2 separate regions of the Anas platyrhynchos genome follow, and region 2 is linked to region 1. Evidence: chromatin contacts called from public Hi-C data. All regions are on one chromosome and are shown on one strand. Each heading gives the region's core, a stretch centred on a gene start, on an enhancer-like site or on the middle of the called end of the contact. The rest is flanking DNA. Distances are from core to core; before and after follow the strand shown. Region 1 has its middle 18 kb from the start of SCAF11. Region 2 has its middle 56 kb from the start of SLC38A4.

Region 1 (5,974 bases), core at 2,391-4,890:
CCCCTCTGCTCTCCAACTGAAGACAGGCAGAAGAGCACAGCTAGGGGCTCCTTGCAGGCACACACCCTCTCAGTTCTGCTCCTGAGACTCACAATGACCAAACCTGTGCCTCACAGGTACAGTGTTTGTCTGGGGGTCTCACCACAGCCTTCAAACCATGTGTGCTGATGCAGGATGGGGTACAACCTAGTCTCTTCACCAGAGCTGGATGTTTTTCTCCAAAATGCTCCATCAGACTGTGTTCGCCTCCGATGTGCTGCTTCATCCTTCTCCCTGTGTTTCTATGGAAACTGCTCTCACCTCTGTTCACTGCTCACGCGGCCATCAGCATCCCGTCCTGAGCTTTGGGGGCTGCAGAGGAGCTGGTGAGCATCTGATGAGGATGTGTCCACGCAGGTGGGCTCTCCAAAGGCTCACATGGAGGGTACTTGTCCCTGCTGCACTGCAGAGCACACAGATAATTTTCTCCCTCTGTGGTCTGCTCCCACATCCACCACTATCACCACCACAGCATCGTGGCCGTCACCCAACCCATTTCCATCCACAAGCAAGAGGTGGGAGGAGGATGAGGCATGAGCCTCATGCTGCCAAGTTTTCACACATGGCCCAGAGCACGAAGGGTCTGTTGGCCAAATGTCTCCCTAGCCTCCGGGACCAGCTCTGCGGAGCCCCAGCCACGTTCTTGGATGCTCAGCCCACCACAGAAATGTGGTGAACATGGTGCTCAGCGGCTTTGCCGAAGGAGACGAACATGTCAAGTATAAAAAAGTGTTGTTCTGCCCTGGGTAATTATACTGGAGCAGAGCAGAGCTAGGTGCCAAGGTATTGGAAAGTGTTATGATAACAAAGAAAGTCATAAAGAGGGTGGAGAAATTTTTACGACGTGAGATCAGATTAATGACCCGTACAACGACTGCAGTAAAAACAGCAGCATACAGATGCTACAACATTTGTAGAACACATTTCTTGAAACCCTAACTAAAGCCTGTAATTTCCTTGGATGTAAAAAAAAAAAAAAAAAAAAATTATATGTTCGTTCTCTGACAAAGGCGGTTCTTGCACACTCTGAAGCCTCCTCGGGCTTTGTGCAGACAACAGCTCCCACTAGGATTTTTACATGAAAGCTGGGTCTCCTATTAATTTTCAGATACCGTTTGTAAATAATCAGAGAAGTACCAGATGCCGGAGAAACAACTTCCCTGCCATAACAAGGAATTATATATCTCTGGCAATTAGATCATCATAAAATAAAAGGAAAACAAGCATCAGTCTGCCATTCTTGCATTCAGTGGCATTTAAACAATGAAAGCAGTCTCTTTTACTACAGCTGGCAGCCTTCCAGCAGCACTTTGAAAAGGCAGTGTGGCCTCCGTGTAAATTGATAAACAATCTTGTTGAGCAACAGGCACAGGAACATTCAAGCCTTTGTTAAATTTTGACTCGAGTGGAGCACTAATTGGCATCTTTCCGGGCAGAACAAACAGGGTCAACCTCGTTGCTTTACACAGGCAGATTATTTTAACCAGAACACACGGCTAATGAAACAGAACCCAGGACTGGGGATGCTAAAAGATGCAGAAATGGCTTGATTTCTTAAAGAGCTCTGGTTGGGGGCAAAAAATCAAACTTGGTTGGTTAAAAAACTTGAATAACTGAGGCCTAGCTGTGTTGGTGGCTTCAACACCAGCTTAGGCTCACTACAGAAGCAGATGTTTCATCTTCACTTGGGTTTATTTCCTGCTGATCACTGACCATAACGTTCAGGACCAACACAATCCAGAGAGGGGATAATATCCTCACCTCTGCTCTGGGCCAAGGATCAGAAATCTTTTGTACGGGGCTGTTAGGGCCCACCAAGATGCAGAGAAGTCTCCGGTGTGCGGGAAGTGTGCTCAGACACCTTCCTGCCAGCTAATTACCTCCTGCTGCCCAGTGCTCCTGCACATCTCTGCCTGCTCCAGAGTACACTGGGGCAAGCTCGGCTCTTCTCTCTTCCTCTTTGTGATGGAGCAGAGCACAAACCCTGCCAAGCAGAAAGTGCACCCCATGAAGTCTGCATCCCCCAGGCAGGCAGCTAAAGTACCAAGCAAGTGGGGTGGCACCGCAGCTCACCAGGCAAACAAGTCAGCGACACTTTGACTTCTCTGGGGAAAATTTTACTAAAAAAGGGAGATCAATTATAAATTAGTTCATTCAAATTAGAACATGGCCATATTTACATTACAACCCTCTGTCAAGCACAAGAGACCATTAGTCCTGTTTACTGCAGAAATAACCTATACCTCCTTTGAGGGCACCTGAACACCACTTAGGCTCAGGACTGTCGTCTAAAATTGGACATTTTTTGATTTGGATATTTACAAACAGCCCAGATGCCAGTAAACAAAATAGGTCAAAACCAATAGCTAGAAAAAATAATCTTGCTACATGCTCTTTACCTTCCCACCTACCTCTGAGAAAACAGTGCGGTTAGCACAGCTGAGCAATGAAAACAACATCCACAAAAAGCAGGATTCATTGAAGCCAGCTCCGAGAGCTGTGCTTTTCACATGGGGACGGAGGTGGCGAGGGCACTTACCCACAAGAAGAACCTGCAGTGTTTCCAACCCTGGTATTTTGTAGAGGTGCACCAAAGGAAGCACTGTCCCAGCACAGAGTCCATAATACCTCTGCTACCTTGCTGGGGAAGTACTAACTTTGGGAAGTCCTGTGTCTCAAAGCTGCAAGAGTTTTCACGTGTCCTCACCACTGCTCTGCCCAGCAAATATTTGGTCCCAGGGACCTTCAGGAAGATCAGGATGAACCCACAATCTAATTACAATAAGCTGTACAACAGCCATATACAAATGCTGTATGTTTTCAGAGAATGAGGAGCTCATTAACTGTTAACAACGATGCCATTAAGAATGTTGTGTTTTACTAGCAAAAAAATTTAGCCACAAAGATGTTGTGTTGGCAGAGCTTTTTTCACAAAGGTCACTGGGAGCCACCACAAAGTGGTAAGAATACTACTGAAAGGGACCAGACTAATTTACTGATTACATACACAAAAGATTACTTCCAGACATCACTTCAAAAGACTTTCCAAGGTTCACAGCCTGCTACAAACTGGTTAAAGTTCACTGTGGTCAGTGGAATCAGCCTTAGTTTTATACAATCAGGCTAAATGCTTTAGATTTGCACAATCTGAAGAACTTCCTCAAAGCTTCTCTACTAAGATATACGTCAATTGCTTTGAGGGGGATTGATAGGAATGTTAGGTAGGTTTTAAGACTTTTTATCTTTTATTGCTGCTGTAGGATTTATATTTTATTGATTCTGACCTTGGTATGAAATGAAAAATATTATTCAAAGTGACTCTGTAAAAGACGTTGATAATCAACCAACAGGCAGGATAACAAATAGCAAAGGATGCCCATGTTGTACTGCTGAGGAGAACATTGGAAGGAATGAAAACCACCACAGTGGAGTTGTAGGAGCTCCGGGAGCTTGCAGATGATACTGAATTGGGAGGAGCTGATGACTCCATTGAGGGTGGTGAGGCCTTGCAGAAAGATCTAGATAGGTTGGAAAGCTGGATGATCACCAACAATATGGAGTTTAACAAGAGCAAGTGCCCAATTCTGTACCTGGGAAGGGGTAACCTTGGATATACGTACAGATTGGGGGAAAAGATGCTGTATATGAGCCCCGCAGAAAGGGATCTGGAGGGTTTTGGTTGACAGCAAGCTGAACATGAGCCAGCAGTGTGCCCTGGCGGCTGAAGGGCCAACCGTACCCTGGGGTGCATCAAGCACAGCATTGCCGGTCGGTAGAGGGAAGGGATGGTCCTGCTCTGCTATCCACAATGTGTGCATTCTGTGCAGTTTTGGGCAACACAGTAAAAGAAAGATATAAAACTGTTAGAAAGTGTCCAAAGGAGGGCTGCAAAAATAGTGAAGGGCCTAGAGGGCAAGATGTATGAGGAGCAGATGAGGTCCCTTGGTTTGCTCAGCCCAGAGCAGAGCAGGCTGAGGGGAGGCCTCATGGCGGCCTGCAGCTCCCTCACAAGGGGAGCGCAGGGGCAGGCGCTGAGCTCTGCTCTCTGGGGTCAGCGACAGGACCCGAGGGAACGGCATGGAGCTGGGACAGGGGAGGGTCAGGTGAGGGGTTAGGGAAAGGGTCTGCACCCACAGGGTGCTCGGGCACTGGGACAGGCTGCCCAGGGCGGTGGGCATGGCACTGAGCCTGCTGCAGTTCAAGAAGTGTCTGGACAACGCTCTCAGATACATGGTCTGATTTTGGGGTGGTCCTTTGGGGACCCAGGAGTTGGACTCGATGATCCTTGTGGTTCCCTTCCAACTCAAGACATTCTGTCAGCTGTAGAAGAAAATCATCAGCTGCAGGACTTTCTTCTTGTGGCCTACACACGCAGGCTAATCCCTGACAAATTACCCAATGGAGAGGCAAATCAGCACGGACACCAGCCTTTCAGCACTATCCCACTAGGCTTTGCAGCAACACTGCATGCTATAGAAAATGCATCTGCTCTTAACACTGGTTAAACTAGGTCACCAGAAGTGTTTCTTCCTGCACTGTCATTTTGAATCTGAACATGCAGAAACTGCAGCGTACGAGTTCCTGCGGATGGGCCTGTGGAACAAAACCACCTTGCCAGGAAGGAAACTAGGGGCTAGTGCAATCCTCAGCACTACTCTCAGCATTTTTCATGGTGTTAGGTCTGGGATAAGATAGATACTGGGTGTTTTGCTTTGACAGCTGAAAAAAATAGTCATACTACAACTCTCATATGTGCTTGTCATTTAGCAGCCCTGCTCCTGTTACTTGTTATGGCCTTAACAAGTCTGCAAGACAGTGGGTGCCTCCTGCTTTTTCTGTTTCAAGTCAGCAGATGGTGCTTTTAGAAGGACTATCTTCTATCTCGGCTGCTTTAGAGCCAAAGGAGTTTGGTAGACCCTGTAAAGAGATGCTCCAGTGAGCTGTGTGTCACCTGGGAAACCTAGAAGGGGAGCAAAAGGAAAATGGTCCTTGCACACGCAGCCTTAATACTGGCTGAAGGAAGGAAGGACTGACAGAGGGTCAGAAAGCTTTGCATTAAAATATAATCCCTTGATGAGTCACGCTTTCATTTTCAGTAACGTGTTACCCTTTTATCTCAGCATTTCATACCGTTATTTCTCAGCACAGAATCTCAAAGTGCCTCCAATGCACAGGCAGCAGAGATGGTGAAGTCTCTGCTCAAGTGTATTCTGCAGTGAGGCACAAAAGAAGCTGCAAAGGAAGAAAGTGCAGACAGGAGACCCAGCACTTCCTCAGAGCTGCCCAGGCAAGGGAAGCTGCTGCTCTGCATTTGGGCGCCCAGAGGAGGGCAGAGGAAGAGTGTAAGATAAATCAGTTATTTATATCTCCCTTTTTAACACTTCTGTCATTTTCTGTCTGACTCAACGTCTGCCCTGTGGTTGGAATTTCGGTGTCAAAATCTGAACAATTTGAATGCATTTTAATAATATTAGTGATAATAATAATTTTATTATGAATAATACTGTAATAACTCAGGTAATGTGCATTGTGTTTATTATTAAAAATGTTCATTCCCTCTGCCTTTTTATTGAAAATTTTTATTTTCTGAGCTTTTACAAAATAATTTATGCACTTCTCCCTGCCCCAGGCTGGTGTGACCACAGCTGGATTCCCGCTGGGGCAGTGCAGACCTGAGGCTTCAGCCATGGCCACGTGCCCAGGCCACATCTCACAGCAGACGGGATGGGCAGGGCTGGCTCCCCAGCCGCCAGCCTAGCTCCTGACCCATGCAAGAGCAGAAGTAACGTGCTGCATGTGCCAGGCCAGCTCACCAAACCACAGCCAGGCACACAGTGCTGGTGCTAGGGTGGGCAGTCCCACTGGTCACCCACCCCACTCTTTTCATGCCATAATAAAGCCATCATTTTTCAGCCATTTCCTTCGTGCTTTTGAG
Region 2 (6,397 bases), core at 2,364-4,863, 150 kb before region 1:
GCACGTGTCCCAGCATCCCTGGATGGGCTGCAGGGCTTCAGCCAAGTGGGGCAGACAGTCCCCAGCCCGTGGGCAGTGGGGACATGAATCAGATGCCCATGGCTTCAACAGGACCTCCTGCCAGCATCATGTTCACAGAAAAAAGTCCAGAGAATTAAAAAGCAAACTCGTTTGATAAGTGTGTTTATTGTGTTACCAACTCCATTTTTAATTGCTGTAATGAAGCAGCAGCCGGCTCTCTGCTGTGGAAGCAGCAGACTTGGGCATCTTCCTCCCCGCTGCACAGAAAAGCTCTGTATGCCACAGGGAAGAATCAGGCCCCATGGGGAAAGAAGTATATTTTAACTAATTTCCTCTCTGGTGGGAATGTCATCATTCATGAGGAATTCTAATTTTAGCTTGTCCCCAAGCACTTGGTTTCAGTTCTGTTTTCCCTGAACACTAACAGGGAAAAAAAAAAAAAAAAAAAAAAAAAAAGGCTGGAGGCTGCTCTCTGTTTTCCATTCTGGGGTCTTGATCTCTGCATGAGGAAAGTGAGTAAAACCAGAAAATAGCATCAGGGCCCTGGGGCCCAGGGGAGAAGCACAGGGCTGGGAGATTCACTGGGCAGCGCTGTGCTCTGGGTGGCTGCACCTCCCGAGTATCCCCTGTGCTGGCTGTGCCGGGAGGCTGCTTGCAGGAGCACAGCCTCTGCTTTTGGTCAGATCATGGCAGAGACAAGGGCACAGCATCTCTCTGCAGGCGATAAAAGTATCCTGGAGAAATAAAACTGTAAGCTTTATTTCCAGTGTGTGCGAAGGTGCTAACACAGGTGTGAGGCAGCCCAGGGCAGCTGTTGATGTTTCACACGGAGACAAAAAATTGGGGAAGATCAGCTGCTGACAGCCTCTTTTTTGAGTCTTAACCGAATGTGCCAATAACAGTAAAGGTGATCCCTGTGGGAAGCAGGTGGATAACGAGGCCGTGCCCTGCATTGCTCCGGGCAACAACTCAGGGAGCACCCTCAGGGCTCTGCTGCCCCACAGGGTGCCCAGCCCCACACACAGTGGGCACAGGGGTCACAGAAGCAGTGGCCTAGGGAAAAAAAAAAAAAATAAAAAAATAAAAAAACTACATGCATCACAAGGCAAGGAGGCATTGCTGTGAAACCTCTCCTGCAGGGTGGTTTATACCCAGTGATCCAGGGCCTCAGGCAGAGAGGGGACCCCAAGCCCTGTCACACACACCCCAAGCAGGTCTCCAGGCATGGAGCTGCTGGATAAGAATGATGGCAAACAGCCGCTTTAATATAAGATAAAGCTCTCTCCATACACACTTGATTCCCTTCCTGGCCTAGGAAGGGAGCCTGAGATGACAACCGCACAGCTGGGGAGATAAATCCGAGCACATGGTGCTGAACCACTCGTGGTCTGAGCTGGGGAAGCACTTTGAATGGAGCCAGCATCAGACAACGCAGCTCCACCGAACTTAAAGCATCTCCAGGACATTGCCAGTGAAAACTGGAGCACCCACAGGCATGGTGGCAGTTCCTCTGGGAGCATTTGGTTTACCAGTGCACCCCACTGCTCAGGTAGGACTAAGCATCTTCCTGGCTCTGGATCTCATTGCCTACATGTTGTCAGGCTGCAAGCTGAGCAAGGGGAGCGCTGTGCTGACACCGTAGATCCCTCCCCAGGCTGTGGTTAAGTCATACCACAGCTAAGCTACCACCAGCATGGACCAGACGCACAGTCACCCAGGGAAACCAGCCTAGCTGCCATCCCAAGCACTCCGTGAAGCCAGCAGTGCAGGGTGGTCTCTCCATACCCTGTCCAAACCCAGACAATTTCACTGCATGACTTCACAAGCCAGAAACACAACACCCTCAGGACAAGAGGCCATTCCTCCTCGTGTGCACTTTCTACTTGGCCTTATCTATCCTGCCATTGTGAGGGGCAAACAGACTGGGACAGGGGCTCTACAGCAGGGAAAACATCAAGGAGCAGATGAATGGCTACCGCCCACCACAGCTCAGGTTGCCATTTTCACTGCCTTGGCATGCTCTTTAATGTCATATACAGCCGAGTTAACCGAGGCATGAGGCTGCTGATATTATTCTGGCTGCTGCCGCCAGGGTACTAGCCAAGAAAGCAACCTTCCTAGAGAAAGAGCAGCAGCGTTGTCATGCTAGGAAACAAACTGGTGCTTCTGAACCACAAAACCGCTCAGTTCCTATTTCATTTCTCCAGAAGGTCACTGAGCTAAAATAGTTGGCGGTGCAATCAGCCGCTTGACTGCCGAAACTAATGTGACCCAGGCACCAGGCAGCAGGACTGGAGCTTACCATATTAGATATGTTAGGCATCTGTGGCTTGTGAGCATTGAGTCCTTCTGCTTTAGCCTTGCATGTGTGCTCCTGGCACCCCTGGACCACCCCGCTGGCTGCCTCCAAAGGGCACCTCTGGTCCCAGCCTCAGCCTCTCCTCACCGCTCGCCCAGGTCACCCATGGGTGCCAGTGATGCTGGGAGAGGCATGCTGCCCCAAGTACACTGACAGTCAGCAGCAAACCACGGGCACCAAGGGGTCATCAAGAAAAGGTGCTTACAGGGATTAGGAGCTCATCCCTGCTGTTAACGTCAGGAGAGCTCTGCCCTTGATTTGAGGGGCTCAGGAGGTCACAGCAGGGCAAGGATGGGTTGGAAGGGTTTGCACAGTGACTCTCGACACAAAACCAACCGTGCTCACTGGTAGGTGCTGGTGCACAAGTGGCTGGGGGAGCTAGTAGCATGGGGATGGTTATCCTAAAACTAAAAGGTGCCATAACAAGATACAGGCTCTGCCTGCCAACATGTCTTACACAATTCTGAAAAGTTAATGTGTTTTAAAAGGTGCACAGAAATTGTAATTTGTAGGAGTCTTTTAGAAAGGCACTAAGAACCATCTTAAATACACAGACAGAAATATGATCAAGTTAAGCATAGTAAGAAGATGCAAATATTTCCACTCCTGCTGCTGCTACATCTGTAGCTAGCAATTGTTTGGTTTTTAGTAGCTGATAACCTTCTAGAGGAACTGATTCAGGATGCTTCACTATTGTAGCTTCGCTACACACTACACACTAAACACTAAACACTATACTCTATACAATACACACCTTTTGAGGAGAACTCATGCAAGGAGCTGACTAAAAGGGCAACCAGAAAATATAGTCAGTGACAGACACAGATGAACCTCCTGGCAGCTTTTTTTGCCCTGACGAGTGGAAATCAGATCTGTCGACATCTATTTTTAATAGGTACAGGACCACGAACGACTCGCTGCAAAGTTTTTATATGTTTCCATTTACCGATATTTAATATTCTCTGTATCAAACTTGGGGATGAGGTAAACTTCTGCAATGTGTGGAGACAAGCAGCGTATGTAGACAACAAGTACTTGTAGGAGCTGGCCGCTTCTCCAAAGGCAGCGGCCCCAATTAACGTGCTTTGTGTTAAGCTAGGAAGCAGCTGGCCTGGGTTTCATGAAAGTTCCCACAACAAAGCTGCAATGGAAGGGGCAAGCAGAGACATACACGCAGGCTGAGCACCCTTTATCGAGATCACGGCACACTCTGTTCCCAGGACAGGCCTGTCCAGAAACCAACCTTGGCAGCTGCTGTGTCAAGTGTCACGGGAGGAATAGTGCACACCATGTAACCCAATCGGGGGCTGAAATAAACTGCATAATGCAGAGGAACTCACATGTGTTGCTGTTAATCTACCTCAAGTACAAAAACTGACCTGCAAAATTGCCAAATAGATGCCAAGGAGCCTTTTCTGCCCCTTTTATTTAGTAAAGGGCCTGGATGCCCCTGGAGTCGTGCTGCTGTTGCTGCAATGGGGAGATAGCCCTTGGCTGGTTGGAAGTATCAGCTAACAGACTAAAGGGTTGGCCAAATCCTCCCTTTTCAGCTATCCAGCAGGGCAATGGAGAGGAATTCCCTTTCCACACCAAGTGGGAATCTCCTTGCTGCAGCACGAGTGACCAGGCGGCAGAGACAGCATCAGTCCCCCTGCACCACCCTTCCAGCTCTGAGGGCAACAAGCCAGGCAGGAGCCAAAGGTAAGGAAGAAGATGTGGTCACACCACAGCAGTTTTTCAGCACTGTCTGCATTGTCCAGATACAGCAGGTAAGGACAATGTGCAGGGTGCTGTGTAGGTAGCTACAGTTACAGCCAGCTCTCCAAATACCTGTCACCAGCAGACCTTGCCTACGGGAAAGAACTTGACCCGCTGCGTGCATAAAAATGTGCATGGACTTGCATAAGATGTGATTAAATTACAACTTTAACTAACATAAATATTAGTCAAGGAGTCTTTAAGAGATTAAAAAGCCCATGATGTTGCTACATCTAATTATGCATGTCGTCAGGAGCAGGACACGTCCAGCACAGACGTCAGCACAAGTACCACTAAAGAGCCAGTAGTGCAAACACGACTGCTTGGTAATCTCTGAAAAATGAGCCACTGCTAATTTTTTGTCTTCATAACTATAAGGAGTCTCTCTCCCACTGCCCAGAATTTCAGGACATTTTCTTGGATTACAGATGGAGAAATTGCCCTCACAGTTTTAGCTCATAGGCTAATCTTTTGACTGGAGACCTTGCCAAAAGGGATTATTTACACTGATCCCCCAGTGGAAATTTGGGATTGTTCTGTGTGGAGAAGGCAATAATGTGAGTACCTGTACTCTGTGGGGTGGCAAAAGGACATTCAACCTTAAATGCTAGACATCTTGACAATCATGCACCTGGTTCAGCTGAGGTTCAGTGTCACCAAAAATATTCCTGAATACACTGTGTTGTGAATGCACTGAATGCATCAGTGTTGGACCTGATCCAAATCAACCCCCCAAAAAGGCTCAACTAGACAACTGAACAGAAGAGGCAGTGTCCAAGGAGCTGGCCAGGGAGGCATCCTGGGTCAAGCAGGCAGGTAGCAGGGAATGGTGTCCTAAGGCAGTGGTGGGGAAAACCCAGGTTCTGGAGGTCCTTGGCCCTGCTGTTCCCTGGGCTGCCAACAGGCAGGTTCATTTCCTGGGACAAAAGCACCGAGGATGAAGAAGGCCCAGTTAGTATGTTAGCATTGAAAACAGCAATTAGAAAAAAAAAAAAAAATTCCCTTTTTGATAGAAATTTAGGATACCAGTTTACAGCTTTCATAGCCGCTTTGCTTCCCCAAAGCAGCAGTTCATCCTTAGAAAAATCCAAAAAGTAAACATTCAGTAGTTAGACCACAAAAAAAAATTATCTGTTGACAGAAGAGAGGACAAAAATTTCCAAGTTCTTCCATAATGCAGCCTTTCTCCCTCTCTTCCCAACCACCTCCCCTGGCAACAATGGAAATTACTGGCTCCAGTTTGAACGGCTGATGAAAATCATACAAGTTGTGGCAACAAACACATCCTGAGGTTTGCACTGCTGCCTGCGTGAGGCTCGTGTGGCTGGTTCAGCTTTCCAAGCTGCAGATCAGCATCCGGGCCCTGTGTGTTCTCCTGGGGGAAGCACAGCAGCACCAGCCTGGCTCGCCTCGGCATTTCTCGGGGACAGCTCGGGGGCAGCCTGCCTTATCTGCTCCCATAGACCCCTGTCATGCACAGGAGTCAGAGTAGGTTTTAAATCAGTTATGATTCCTCTCCTCTCCTCTCCTCTCCTCTCCTCTCCTCTCCTCTCCTCTCCTCTCCTCTCCTCTCCTCTCCTCTCCTCTCCTCTCCTCTCCTCTCCTCTCCTCTCCTCTCCTCTCCTCTCCTCTCCTCTCCTCTCCTCTCCTCTCCTCTCCTCTCCTCTCCTCTCCCCTGCAAATTAAAATTAAACAAGGTATATTTCAGAAGTGGTGAACAGAACCGTACAAAGAAACCAAAAACCTGCAGGCCTGCCAGCCTCCAAAATGAAAAAAAAAAAAAAAAAACATTAATGACTTGCTTAAAAGTTCTTTGTGACGTATTCTGTTTTGGTCCTGTAACTCAGAACTAGCAAAGTGAGACAAGTAATGACTAATGTAAGGCTTTGGCTTGCAAATCCATCACTTCCCCATGCGATGGCTCTCTCCCAGTCTGTAGGATCTAGGAAAACCGTTTCAACTGTTAAAGACATTTTGATGTTCTGCAGCAGTGACACACGGTAATTAAGGTGTCCTCCCCTCGCTCAGCACCGCTCAGTCAGTGACACAACACCTGAGACACCCGTCCCACGTGAGAAATGCAGTTACACAGCTCTATTTCTGCCCTCACGTGGGAGCACGCCTCCGTCAGCAGCCCCTCTCTGGAAAGTCCCCCTGGACCTAGGGGGAGAATGGGGCCAGGGGGACGAGGCCTTGCCTAATGGGGAGGAGGCAAACCCGGCCCTGCTCACAGCATCGTCCCCTGGGAGCCGCAGCAGG

The links. Hi-C and Micro-C count contacts between places; a contact is called where the count stands out from the background.
Region 2: a Hi-C map of small yellow follicle shows a contact between it and region 1, with 4 times the contacts expected there. The contact joins two enhancer-like sites. A contact is called at or near these places in 4 of 8 Hi-C or Micro-C datasets (F5 follicle, skeletal muscle, small yellow follicle and 1 more).

Annotation. Positions count from the first base shown.
Region 1 is chr1:32,733,032-32,739,005 of IASCAAS_PekinDuck_T2T, reverse strand. No RefSeq gene overlaps it. Among named protein-coding and RNA genes, the nearest start is that of SCAF11, 18 kb to the right of the region's middle. Within about 2 kb of position 3,640, at least 3 of the 8 cell types and tissues checked have an H3K27ac peak or open chromatin away from gene starts, as enhancers often do. A contact at or near this core is called in F5 follicle and small yellow follicle, where this site is marked.
Region 2 is chr1:32,879,952-32,886,348 of IASCAAS_PekinDuck_T2T, reverse strand. No RefSeq gene overlaps it. Among named protein-coding and RNA genes, the nearest start is that of SLC38A4, 56 kb to the left of the region's middle. Within about 2 kb of position 3,613, at least 4 of the 8 cell types and tissues checked have an H3K27ac peak or open chromatin away from gene starts, as enhancers often do. A contact at or near this core is called in F5 follicle and small yellow follicle, where this site is marked.